2 separate regions of the Bos taurus genome follow, and region 2 is linked to region 1. The links are chromatin contacts, called in public Hi-C maps. All regions are on one chromosome and are shown on one strand. The core of a region is the stretch at or near the end of the contact, and the rest is flanking DNA. Distances in the headings are between cores, read along the strand shown.

The links. Hi-C and Micro-C count contacts between places; a contact is called where the count stands out from the background.
Region 2: a Hi-C map of skeletal muscle shows a contact between it and region 1, with 5 times the contacts expected there. The contact joins two enhancer-like sites. A contact is called at or near these places in 4 of 11 Hi-C or Micro-C datasets (blastocyst, liver, skeletal muscle and 1 more).

Annotation. Positions count from the first base shown.
Region 1 is chr23:32,807,012-32,813,175 of ARS-UCD2.0, forward strand. It overlaps a transcript of RIPOR2 not described here. Among named protein-coding and RNA genes, the nearest start is that of RIPOR2, 100 kb to the right of the region's middle. Within about 2 kb of position 3,455, at least 6 of the 102 cell types and tissues checked have an H3K27ac peak or open chromatin away from gene starts, as enhancers often do.
Region 2 is chr23:32,962,772-32,968,273 of ARS-UCD2.0, forward strand. RIPOR2 (RHO family interacting cell polarization regulator 2) reads left to right here. Exons shown (of 22, transcript NM_001035425.1): 8 at 247-310. Among named protein-coding and RNA genes, the nearest start is that of ARMH2, 33 kb to the right of the region's middle. Within about 2 kb of position 3,145, at least 17 of the 102 cell types and tissues checked have an H3K27ac peak or open chromatin away from gene starts, as enhancers often do.

The DNA.
Region 1 (6,164 bases), core at 2,205-4,704:
ATCACAGCTAATGAATGTAGAAGAAATAACAGAATTTATAAAATTTTGAAATTCTCATGAAATAATGATCATCAGTGACTGATTAGCAAGGCTAATTCAAACACTTTGGGTAGTGACCACCAGGTGGCGCCACTTTATAGTTTTTCTAAATCCAATATAAAATATTCAGAAATTAATAGAAAGAAGCATGGAGAAGGAAATGGCAACCCACTCTAGTATTCTTGCCTGGGAAGTTCCATCTACAGAGATGTGTGGCAGGCTACAGTCCATGGGGTCGCAAACAGCTGGACACGACTTAGCAACTCAGCAATAACAAAATGGATCTAATACATTATCCACTCATATAATTTTTTCTAGAAAAGCATAGCTCCGTATTAAGCAATTTTGTGTAATGATCAACTTTTAACTTATCGGCAAATCTAAATTTCTGTTATGGGTCCTTGTCACTAAACACAATTGTTATTCAAGGATTGTTCAACTCAATTTTTTTTTTAAGAACATTTATGTTTCTGTCACCTTTGGAATTTTCTCAGGATTTATGTATATTTTACAGCTTTGTTTCCTATTTTCCAGCAATAGAATTACATTTCTTTCTTTCCTATTAGATTTTGAGCTCATTGAGGGCAAATAAGATTTTATTTCTCTTTGTAACTTTGTGCTTGGCAACTTTTGGTTCCTGGTAGGTGCTCAGCACAGAGAAGGCAATGGCAACCCACTCCAGTACTCTTGCCTGGAAAATCCCATGGATGGAGGAGCCTGGTAGGCTGCAGTCCAGGGGGTCGAGAAGAGTCTGACATGACTGAGCGACTTCACTTTCACTTTTCACTTTCTGCATTGGAGAAGGAAATGGCAACCCACTCCAGTGTTCTTACCTGGAGAATCCCAGGGACGGGGAGCCTGGTGGGCTGCCATCTATGGGGTCACACAGAGTCGGACACAACTGAAGTGACTTAGCAGCAGCAGCAGCAGCAGGTGCTCAGCATATGTCCACAGAGAGAAATGATAGAGTCAGGAAGAGAATGAAATGCATGTTGTAAATTTGAGTTCTACCCATTGTTACTGTCTTTGTTACCAATATGGGTTATTCTTTCCACTTCTCCAAGTAATAGCTTTCCTGGCTAAATCAATTATAATTGCCCTCTACCACACAGTGGTCTGCAGAGAAAAAGCAATAACTAAACACCACCACACACTTGATTTTTTTTCAGTACCAATAATTCTGTATGCATTCATTGTATTTTTTTTCAGGGCAAAAAGAAAGGAAAGAGAGATAGTTGGCATGTATTACAAAATGACAGAAGGGGGAGAAAGTACCCAGTAGGGTGAAACCAGCTATTAAATAAATACCCTCCAGTAATGGAGTCACCAAAGCTCAAGCTCAGTAATGAAGGGAAGGGGAAGGGAATAACCAGACATGCTTTTCCATCTTTTCTCCATCCCTCTCTCACCATAAATTCAAAAATTTTTGTTTCTAGTAGTAAACATGGTTTTATGTTCATTTGACTCCTATTTTGTGGCCACTATGACATAAGTTTCTGGCACCCATGTAAAAGTTCATGAGTGACATATATATATATTCATCTTTTTCTCGGTTTCCCAATCCCCACTTTCTATGCCAAAAGCCCTGACAATCCTTGTTATTCAGTTGCTAAGTCATATTCAACTCTTTGCAACCCCATAAACTGCAGCACACCAGGTTTCCCTGTCGTTCACTATCTCCTGGAGTTTGCTCAAATTCATGTCCATTGAGTCCATGATGCCATCCAACCATCTCATCTTCTGTCACCCCCTTCTCCTCCTGCCCTCAATCTTTCCCAGCATCAGGGTCTTTTCCAATGTTGGGACTTCTCATCAGGTGGCCAAACTATTGGAGCTTTGGCATCAGTCCTTCCAATGAATATTCAGGATTGATTTCTTTTAGGAGTGACTCGTTTAATCTCCTTGTAGTCCAAGGGACCCTCAAGAGTCTTCTCCAGCACCACAGTTCAAAAGCATCAATTCTTTGGCCCTCAGCCTTCTTTACGGTCCAATTCTCACATCCATACATGACTGCTGGAAAACCGTAGCTTTGACTATACCTCTACCCTAGACTGGAGATTAAATACATTTGATCCATTCAGATATAGTAGTAGAATGTCTGTTTCATGTGAATTTTAAAGAATCAGAGTTTAAAAATTGGAGTCAGTAAGTGCTTTTTATATTACAAGATAGAAAAGCACAACTGAAAGGAGGTAGTTTGACAATTTAAGGTCAGAGCTCATTTGATGCATGTTCACAATTACAGAAAGGAAAAGAGTGATGCATCAGTTGAAGGGACTTTATTACCACTAGAAATGGAACTTTTAGTCAGGTATTGCATCCGAAGCTCACTCCATCTCTAGTCACTGAATGTTCCTGGATTCATGACTGTTTAGTCATTCAATGATCAAACGCTTCATTTTCCTTCCTTCACTTTCCTCTTAGGTGTTTCAGCAGCAATTAATCATGCTGTGGAATGCTTATTGCAATAGCAAATATCATGAAAATTGAACATACAGCTAATTTTACTTTTCATGAATAGAGCTCCTGTGGTTTCCCTTCAAGGCTAATGGAGGGGATACATTCCCTCCTTATTCTCAACTTTAAATCACTAAGATTTACCTTCAGGGATCCAGCTTCCACTCAGTCTAAATTTTTCATCATTGTGAATTTATTTCATATGGTTCCTTTCCATTGTTGATGCCATATACCTTAGGAAGTACTGGAGTGAATAGCTATTTATTGTTTATTTTTAAACTGCATTTTAAAGAGAAGGCTTTCAAACTATGATTAACTTCATTTTCTGTAGGTCTATGACAGACCACTTCCTCATCTAGTTCCATCGCCTATATATAAGAGTGCCCTACAAAATCTCCATGGAAAATTAGGGAAATTTATTTCCTGAAGGAATAAGCAAAACAGGCACTTCTTTTCCCCCCTACAATTACTGTAATAATGTTTGACATCAATTAGTAAGCAGGGCTTGAAAAGGAAATGGGAATTTGGTGAAAGCAACTGATTGAATTGTCCTGAAGTTAACACAGAGTAGGGAAGATCCTATGAATTTTCCAGTGGCTTTTAAATATGACACAATCTAAGAGGGCAGCATGCCCGCTAGAGCTCTTTAGAAGACAGAACATGTCTAGTTAGGCTGCAGCAATGATGTTGCCCTTCACTTCCCATCCCATCTTATCGGGAAGGTTTTGTTATTTTGTGCTCATTTCAGAAGCTGATGTGTAAGTGGTGTGTATGTCTGTTGCCATGACAACCCAGCAGTAGTTGGCTCAAGCTTCTTAACAGAGTACAAATGTGCTCTGGAAGAGATGCTTGTCAGAATCTGCCAGACTGTTTTCCCTCCTGGCTTCACACAAAAGGTTTAGAAGGTTCCTAACTGCATTTAGAAGAGAGACAGGCTGAAATTTAGCATTTGATTCACATGACTAATGACTTTCAAAAGCTCTGATCCCCTGCTGAAGTAATCGTGTTCCAGTCTATCATTTCAGTACATTGAGGGCAACTCTATATAATTAAAGAGAAGGACCAAGTATCAATGCAGCAAAAAATCTTGATGAATACCGGAACTGGGGCTTTTGTTGACTTTTAATGTGACTCATAACTATCTCTACATTTAATCAGAGGTCAGTGTGACTGCCTATGTTCTTATTCCTATTTTGGTTTGTCAAATTTGTGTGTAGGTGCTGTACCAAGAGAGAACAAACAAAAACAAAAAAAAAACCCCAACCAACAACGCAAGCCAAGTGCATGATCCCACAGGCCCCTCTCCATACACTTGCTTTGCCCCATTTTTCTTTGTCCCTTTAAGTGACCAAAAGAATTCAACACAGCATTTTGTGCCAAGGTACACACAATTTTCAATTATTTAGGGATGGATTGACTGATCTTTGGGGTTCTTTGAGTCCTTCATTTTTACTCCTTGCCCTCCCCACTGTCTGCCAAATCTCTTTCAGAGGACACATAAAGGAAGTGAAATACAAATTAATTCAACATTTCTCAGCAGCTTTTAAGAGGGTTTTGTTAGGAAGATGAGATCTAGTCAAAAGGGATGTGGGGATTATCTGTGCTTCATGCTCACCCAGTCTTTGCAATCATGAGTTATCTCTAGTTGGCTCTACTTAACAGATATCTTTTGTTAGTTACCTCATTATTCCATTAAAGGTACCTCAGAAAGTCAAATAAATACTGGCTTTAAAAAAATCTTCATATATCTTAAAAAGTGAGTGCTATTGAGAAAGTCAGGTACCAAAGTTTACAGGAAATTTCAAAGTGATCATAGTTTTGTTTGGATCCTAGTTACAACTTGATTCATTGAAAGAAATATTAATTACACTAGGATTCAGTCACGTCTGACATGTCTTTAAGGAAACAGTTTAAACCTAATGGATCTTAGTTCCGTTGATAATAAAATGGGGGAGTAGGCAAGCAATTGTTCTCAGGTCCACTTCATGTCCAATGTTCTGTTTCCTTTTGGGAATTCTGGGAAACCTAAGTCCCAAAATGTACTGATTCATTTTAATAAATTAGAGTTTAAAAATATATAGGCATGAAAGTTAAAGTGTTAAGTCACTCAGTCGTGTACATCTCTTTGAGACCCTATGGATAGTAGCCTGCCAGGCTCCTCTGTCTTTGAGATTCTCCAGGCAAGACTACTGGAGTAGTTTGCCATTCCCTTCTCCAGGGGATCTTCCCGACCCAGGGATCAAACCCAGGTCTCTTGCATTGCAGGCAGACTCTTCACCATCTGAGCCACTAGGGAAGAAACTATCTATATACAGATATAGATATATGTATATAAACATCCATCTATCTATCTATACACCTCAGAGATATTGTGGGTTCAGTTCCAGACCACTACAATACAGCAAATATCTCAGTAAAGAGTCATACAAATGTTTTCATTTCCTGGTGCATAGAAAAGTAATGTTTACACTATACCGTAGTCTAGTAAGTGTGCAATAATGTTTTGTCTAAAAAGATATGCATACTTTACAAATACTTTATTGCTAAAAAAAATGCTAATCATCATCTGAGCCTTATTGAGTCATAATCCTTTTGCAATAGTCATATCAAAGATCACTGATCACACATTACCATAACAAATGTAAAAATAACAATGAAAAAGTTTGAAATATTGCAAGAATTACCATAATGTGACAGAGACACGAACTGAGCAAATCCCATTGGAAAAATGTCAGTGATAGACTTGCTTGATACAGAGTTGCTATAAGCCTTCAATTTGTTAAAAATAAATAAAAAGCTAGTATCTACAAAGTCCAATAAAATTAAGTGTGTCTGTCTTACAATTAGCAATAAGAGAAGCATTTTAAAAATCAACATTGAGACCCCTTCCAGCCCTCTATCTTAGGCCTGCTCCCCTCAACCCACCTCTACCTCCGTCCTTACCTAATCTTACCCCTCAGTGTTTTAAATAAGAAGCTAACGAAGAAACTGAACATTTCTGGTTTCAATTATTAACTTACTTAAATTCAGGGTGACCATCTGTTTCAGAGAAGGGATTTTAACATGAAGTGAGAGGTTAAACTAGATGAACTCCAAGTACCCTATCAACACTCACTTTCTGATTTGAAATATTGGTGCTAATTGTACAAAAGAACCAGGGCAGAGACCACCTATAGATCACACACTTGTAGTCTGTGGCTGGAATTCAGCCCACAAATGCTTTGTTTGGCCTGCACAAGTGATTTAATTTTTCTAAAGTTTGGTTACCAGCATTTTAAAAAATGAAGATTTTACATTTTAAAACAATCCAGTTTTCAGCTTCTATTTCCAGTGGAAAGCGGCTGCCCTTTCTGGTCAAGGCAGACGCTCCCCACCCTGTTCACCACCATTCCCACTCCACTGTGTCCTCATTCATTCTTCCTGCCCCACCCTGTCAACAAGGGACCCATAGATGCTTGATTTACTGGTTGGTCAAGGACCACCTACTGTCTTCAGACCACCATTGAAGAAATACTCTTCCAGGAGAAAAATCATGGAGTTTTCAGAGTATATGACCTGACTCATATCCAATCCAAAGTTAGAGCTTCCTAATGGGGAAATGTACTTACTTAATGATTTTTTTTTTTTTCAGAAAATGAGAGAGAGAAAATGAAAAAGCAATCTGAACA
Region 2 (5,502 bases), core at 1,895-4,394, 160 kb after region 1:
CATTCCAGATCTATCTGACTGTTTATAAGTTAACTTGGTCCTGTGCTCTAAATTTCCCACACACTAGAAGGCTCATTTAGGCTTAGGTAAAACATTTGGTCAAGATTGCTCCATGAGCAGGGTCGTGTAACTCATTGCAAACAGGTAAATGCCTCCGGTTTGAGCAGTGGTTGTCCACCCCTGTGAGAACATGGTGTGCTTTGAGAGAAGCTTAGTTCTAACGCTGGTCCCCTGTGTTCTTTCTAGAACATGTGCGCCATTGAAGCGGAGCTGGAGAAGCAGCTGGGGGAGTTCTCCATCAAGATGAAAGGTATCCTCCCCCCTGTTTAGAGAGGCAGGCATCAGCTCTGTAGAGCTCCTCCAAGTGTCACATCACACACTCTATTGTCCTTGCAAAGATTCTAGGCCACCCTCTCTCAGCCCTCCCCACTTAATTTATTGATGCTCCAGAACCTTCATCCTGAGCCTTGCCTACACACTTTAATATTTACTATAACAAGATCTCAAACATACACAAACATGGAGAGAATATTACAAGGAACCCCCATTGACCCATCACCTCGATTTAATAATTGGCAAGGTTTTGCCGCCTTTGCTTCATCTGGTTCTTTGTCTTTGTTTTTCCTTTGATGAAATAAAACTCATATGTGGGAGTCTCCCCCTGTAGACTGCAATATGCCTCTCTTAAAGAACAGGGACATCTTGGGACCTCTCTGGTGGTCCAGTGGCTGGGACTCTGCGCTCTCAGCGCCGAGGGCCCAGGTTCAATCCCTGCTCAGGGAACTAAGATCCCACAAGCTGCGTGGTGCTGTCGGGGGGAAAAACAATAGGGCATCTTACATCACCACATGCCAAGTATTATCACTTTTAATAAAATGAACATGCCTTTGTTACGAATCCATTCCACTGGCAAATGGCCCAGTCATCTTAAACATGAGTTGTATAGTTGGTTTGTTCAAATCAGGATCCATACTAGGTCCATACATTATCATTGGTCATCAAGTATCTGTTTTTAGTTTCCTTTTTATCTAAAACAGACCCCACTCTGTTTTGTTTTGTTTTTTCTTACCATTGACTTACTATGTTGAAGCCACTGTTGTACAGAATATCCCACATTCTAGACTTGTCTTTTGGCTTCTTGGTGTCATTAAGTTTGTTCGTTTATGCTCTACTTTCCTGTAAATGACCTACCAAGTTCTTTATTTTTAAATGCTTTTTAGTGTTAACCCTCCCAGAGGACTGTGCATTTTCCCACCGCCTTTCTGGTACTGACTCCAGAAAGTTCTACCCTAGAAGCAGTGTCTATTTGCACCACTAGCATCTTCAAGACAAAAAGAAGCTCTAGTGTTAGGAAACAGAGCATCCCCCAAGTGTCAGGCTAACAGCCCAGTGCCGGCAGGGCTCTCAAACGAGCAGCCCTCCCAGCAGGTCCTTCTTCCTTCTGAGTCTGGGCCATTTGCCCACTCACCGCGGGGAAAATGGCTGGTGTGTGCGCCTTTCCTTTGCTGAGGTGTCTTAGCAGCTGCACCTCTGGGTTGCTAGTGGGGATTTAATCACCCTCTTGCCTACTTTTTGCCATCAAGGGAGTAGGAAAGGGGAGCTTTTTTAAAAAAGCGTTCAACAGGAGAGCTTCATTTTCCAATGAGTCACCTATCAGGAGAGAGATTTTTCTGTCAAGTTCGATGCCTGGAGAGCTTCTCTGTATGAGTATACCTGCCAGTCCACACGACCTTGACCCTCAGCTGCCCACGTGGCTTTGTTCTTCTCTCTAGCAAATCCCATTGCCAGTCAGGCTGTTATTCAGTATGAAGTCTCAACACTTACTTCACTGCTGACGTGTGGCATCTGTGCTTTTTCAGATTTTTCAGTCCATCCTCTCCATTTTGAGTCCTCACCAGAGTCAGTGGTTCTAAAACCACTCGGGCCCTGCCCCCCTCTCAGCATGTCAGGGCGGGGCCCTGGAGTGTGTGTATTTTTCATCTTCAGGATGATTCTATCAGCAGCCTGCTTCTGGAAAACCACTGTCCTGGGTCAGCGTTTCACAGAGAACACTTCTCTCTCCTTCCCCCAACTCTCGAGACACTAGCCACGCAGGCTAGCACAATCTAGGGTCTCACAGCTGAGAGAAATTCCTGTCACACCCATCTTCTCACTGTTAACACAGGCAGTACCATATATCCCCTGTTTCTGACACTGTTATCAAATGCACCAATTTGGGGTGGGATGGTAATTTCCCCATTTCTGCCATGGGGAACAGGGTTAAGTGACTTGTCCCCAGAGTCACACAGTACTTTTTTTTTTTTTTTGCTGCAGTGCACTCCTGGGTTGGCATGTGGGATCTTAGTTCCCCAGCTAGGGATCAAACTCACGCTCCCTGGAACAGAAGCGCAAAGTCTTAACCACTGAACCATCAGGGAAGCCCTGGAGGTGGGAAGTTCTAACAAAGTTGAGCAGATAGGATAAAAGATTGCTCAAAGAATGTTCTTTTCTCTATGGGATGGTCATCCTCCACCCAGCACACAGGCATCCCAGGAGAGGTGTGGGAGAAAGGGGATCCCACCCACCAGATCTGGACCTCAGGCCTGGTGGTGAAGTGAGGACGCTGTGGGGACCCTGCCATCCACTGGGGAACTGGCTGCCCAGCTGAAGAACAAATCTGCGTTATGACGAGTTATCGTGATGGACGGACTGAACTTTCTGCTGGCTCCTGCTCTTCCATCACTATCCTTGACTTTGTTCTCTCCACCTACCCAATGAGCTTCCCTGGCTTCTATCTGGGTTCAGGGATCAGTCAAACCTGCAAGCTCACTTCCGCTTTCCTAATCTAACATGAAAACGTGAACTATTTCTATGAAGCCTTTCAAGGGCAATATCCCCATGAAAATCTTCCTTTTTCTCTTGATAAAAGGAAGCCAGTCACTTGCGCTGCCAAGAAATCTTGCATCTTTGCATTTAGCTACTTTATCTGTTATTAATTCTAGTAAGAAAAAATTACCGCTCCCAACATACATAGTGACATAAACTGAGAATATTTCATAACATTCTCAGACCTGCTAACTCAACTTCTTCCTGCCACACCCTTCCCCACTTCCCTTTTCACCCCACCCCAACACACAATAACAAAATCATTCTGTGGGGCTTTTGGCGGGGGTGGGGTAGGTGCTGGTGGTAAAAGCAATTGATCAAATGCTCGCTGAGCTCCTGCTGTTGGCCAGCTGCATCCTGGTAAACGGTCCCTGGCCTTGACCTCCACACAGTCTACTGGAGAAAATGGATGCATGAGCCAGTCCAGTCTAATTCAGTGGAATAAACAGCCTGCCTAACCAATAATATGGCCAATTGCTTAGAAGGCTGCGGGGAGGGGTGAGAAGGGGGACAGAAGCAGGGAAGAGAAAGGCTTCCCGGACGTAACTTTTGGTTAGAATGAGAGGACCTTGGGCTTCCCAGGTGGCACTAGTGGTAAAGAACCTGCCTTCCGATGCCGGGAGGCATGAGAGACTCAGGTTTGATTCCTCAGTCAGGAAGATTTCCCTGGAGGAGGGTATGGCAACCCACTTCAGTATTCTTGCCTGGAGAATCCTATAGACAGAGGAGTCTGGCGGGTGATGGTCCATAGGGTCACACAGAGTTGGATATGGCTGAGCAACTGAGCAAGCAGGAGAGGACCTTGGGAGGAGAGTTGTGGGGATCCTTGGTCCAGTACCAGGCTAAAGAGGAGGGTGCAGAGCCATCCACCAATGTGCACATGAAAAGATCTGGTCCTTTACCGAAATCAACTTCTTCTCCCAGTTATTACCTACTTCAAATTAAGTTCCAAGCAGTGTGTATGTCAAAAAGTCTGTCCTGGCCCTTGCAGCTTTCAGGGCAGGCCCAGCCCAGGAGAGGGGACATCTATAAGGGAGCCAGTAAATCTGCATTATTTATGTCTCAGCATAAATCCGTCAGGCCTGTAATGGGAGCTCCCAGCTATTCAGCTATTTGGCTGTTTTCCTTGGAGTAGAAAGTGTGACTTCCTTAGCTTCAGAACGGCTCCCCCCCAGTGCTAAATTTTGTTAAAATTGTCATGGATTTCCAACCAGCCTTTTCTCTGTGTACGTGCTGCCAGCCAACATGTGTGATCCTTTTTATCTTTGGAAAAGAAGATCCTTGTAGATCCTTGTAGAACTAGAAAAAAAAGGGATGCGTTCTTCTGGCAGAATGGCCCTTGAGCAAAGGAAAAGCAGGATGGGCAACTGCTCACTGTAGTATCTGGGGCTTCTGAAGGAGGTTGTGGGAGAACTGTTTCATCAGTCAGTCGAGTTTACAGTAAAGCATCTGCAAGAGGCAGGAAGACGCACCATGGAGATAAAAGGCCCCTCCGCCCCCCACCTCCCATGTCCTTCCCTGGTGCTGACCCCTGTGGTGGGTTTTGGAGTGGTCATCGTGAAAGCTCTGTAGACAGTGCCACGTTCATCCCCAAACCACTGAGGAACACGAAGCTTTCCCCAACTGAAAGTCCAAACAGGCCTCAGACCAGAGTCTGAAAGGAACCTGGCCAGGTTGAAAGGATACTTGCTAGGCAGTAAATGCAGCTGTTTCAGTTATGCCGTCAGTACCGTCAGTACCGTAATGGCTTACATAAGCAGATAGGACTTGAAGGAGCATAGCATAATCCCAGGCCTGTTTTTACCTACCTACTGCCACGTGCCACAATGTGATAATCACAGTATCAGTGTGATGCAACTACAAGCAATTCCAAAAAAATTTTGCTTTAATAACATGAGCTGAGAAGCTCAAAAACATCTGTTCCAAGTAGCTTTCTCCCATTTGGATAAGTTCTTCCAATACAAAATTTCTGGTGATTTTGAAAAGGAGAAAAAAAAAAACCTTCAAAGGATTTTCACCTTTACTGTCCTTTATCCAGCAAGGATATCAGATCAGTTGTTTAGGTTTTTGTTTTGTTTTGTTTTGTTTTGTTTTTTAACCAGGCCTCCACTGTAATTGCACAGGTAGGTAAACAGGCAGTTGATGAATTCTGAATAGTCTGTAGAGGTTTTTAGAGAGTGCTTAGGATTTTATTGAAGTCGGCATATCCAGCCAATTTAGATTTATAAAAACAAGTTGATTGTGCTTTGCTTCAGAAGCACTAAAAATAAAAGACTAATCCTCCAGAAAACTATTAGTGAAAATTGGCTTCTTTAATTCTGCTCTTATTTCAGTAAATCTTTTTAAGAGGCTTGTTAATGTTCTACTGGTTAGTAGAAACGGGTCCTCAATGGAGTGATTCTGTGGATGGAGAGGTGTGAGGAAATGATAAGTTGCTGCCATCTACTGACAGAGAGTGGTAACAGCAGGTGCTTTTTGAGGCCTCCATGGACCTTCTCTATCTATCTCAACCCTGATATCACCCATGGGACTGGTGGAAAGCACATTCATCTATCTCACAGTCTCACGACTTAACGGGGCTCTTCATAGAAGAGACAGCCTTATCTGCCTGGCGAGCACCTCTCCCATCATCCCAGC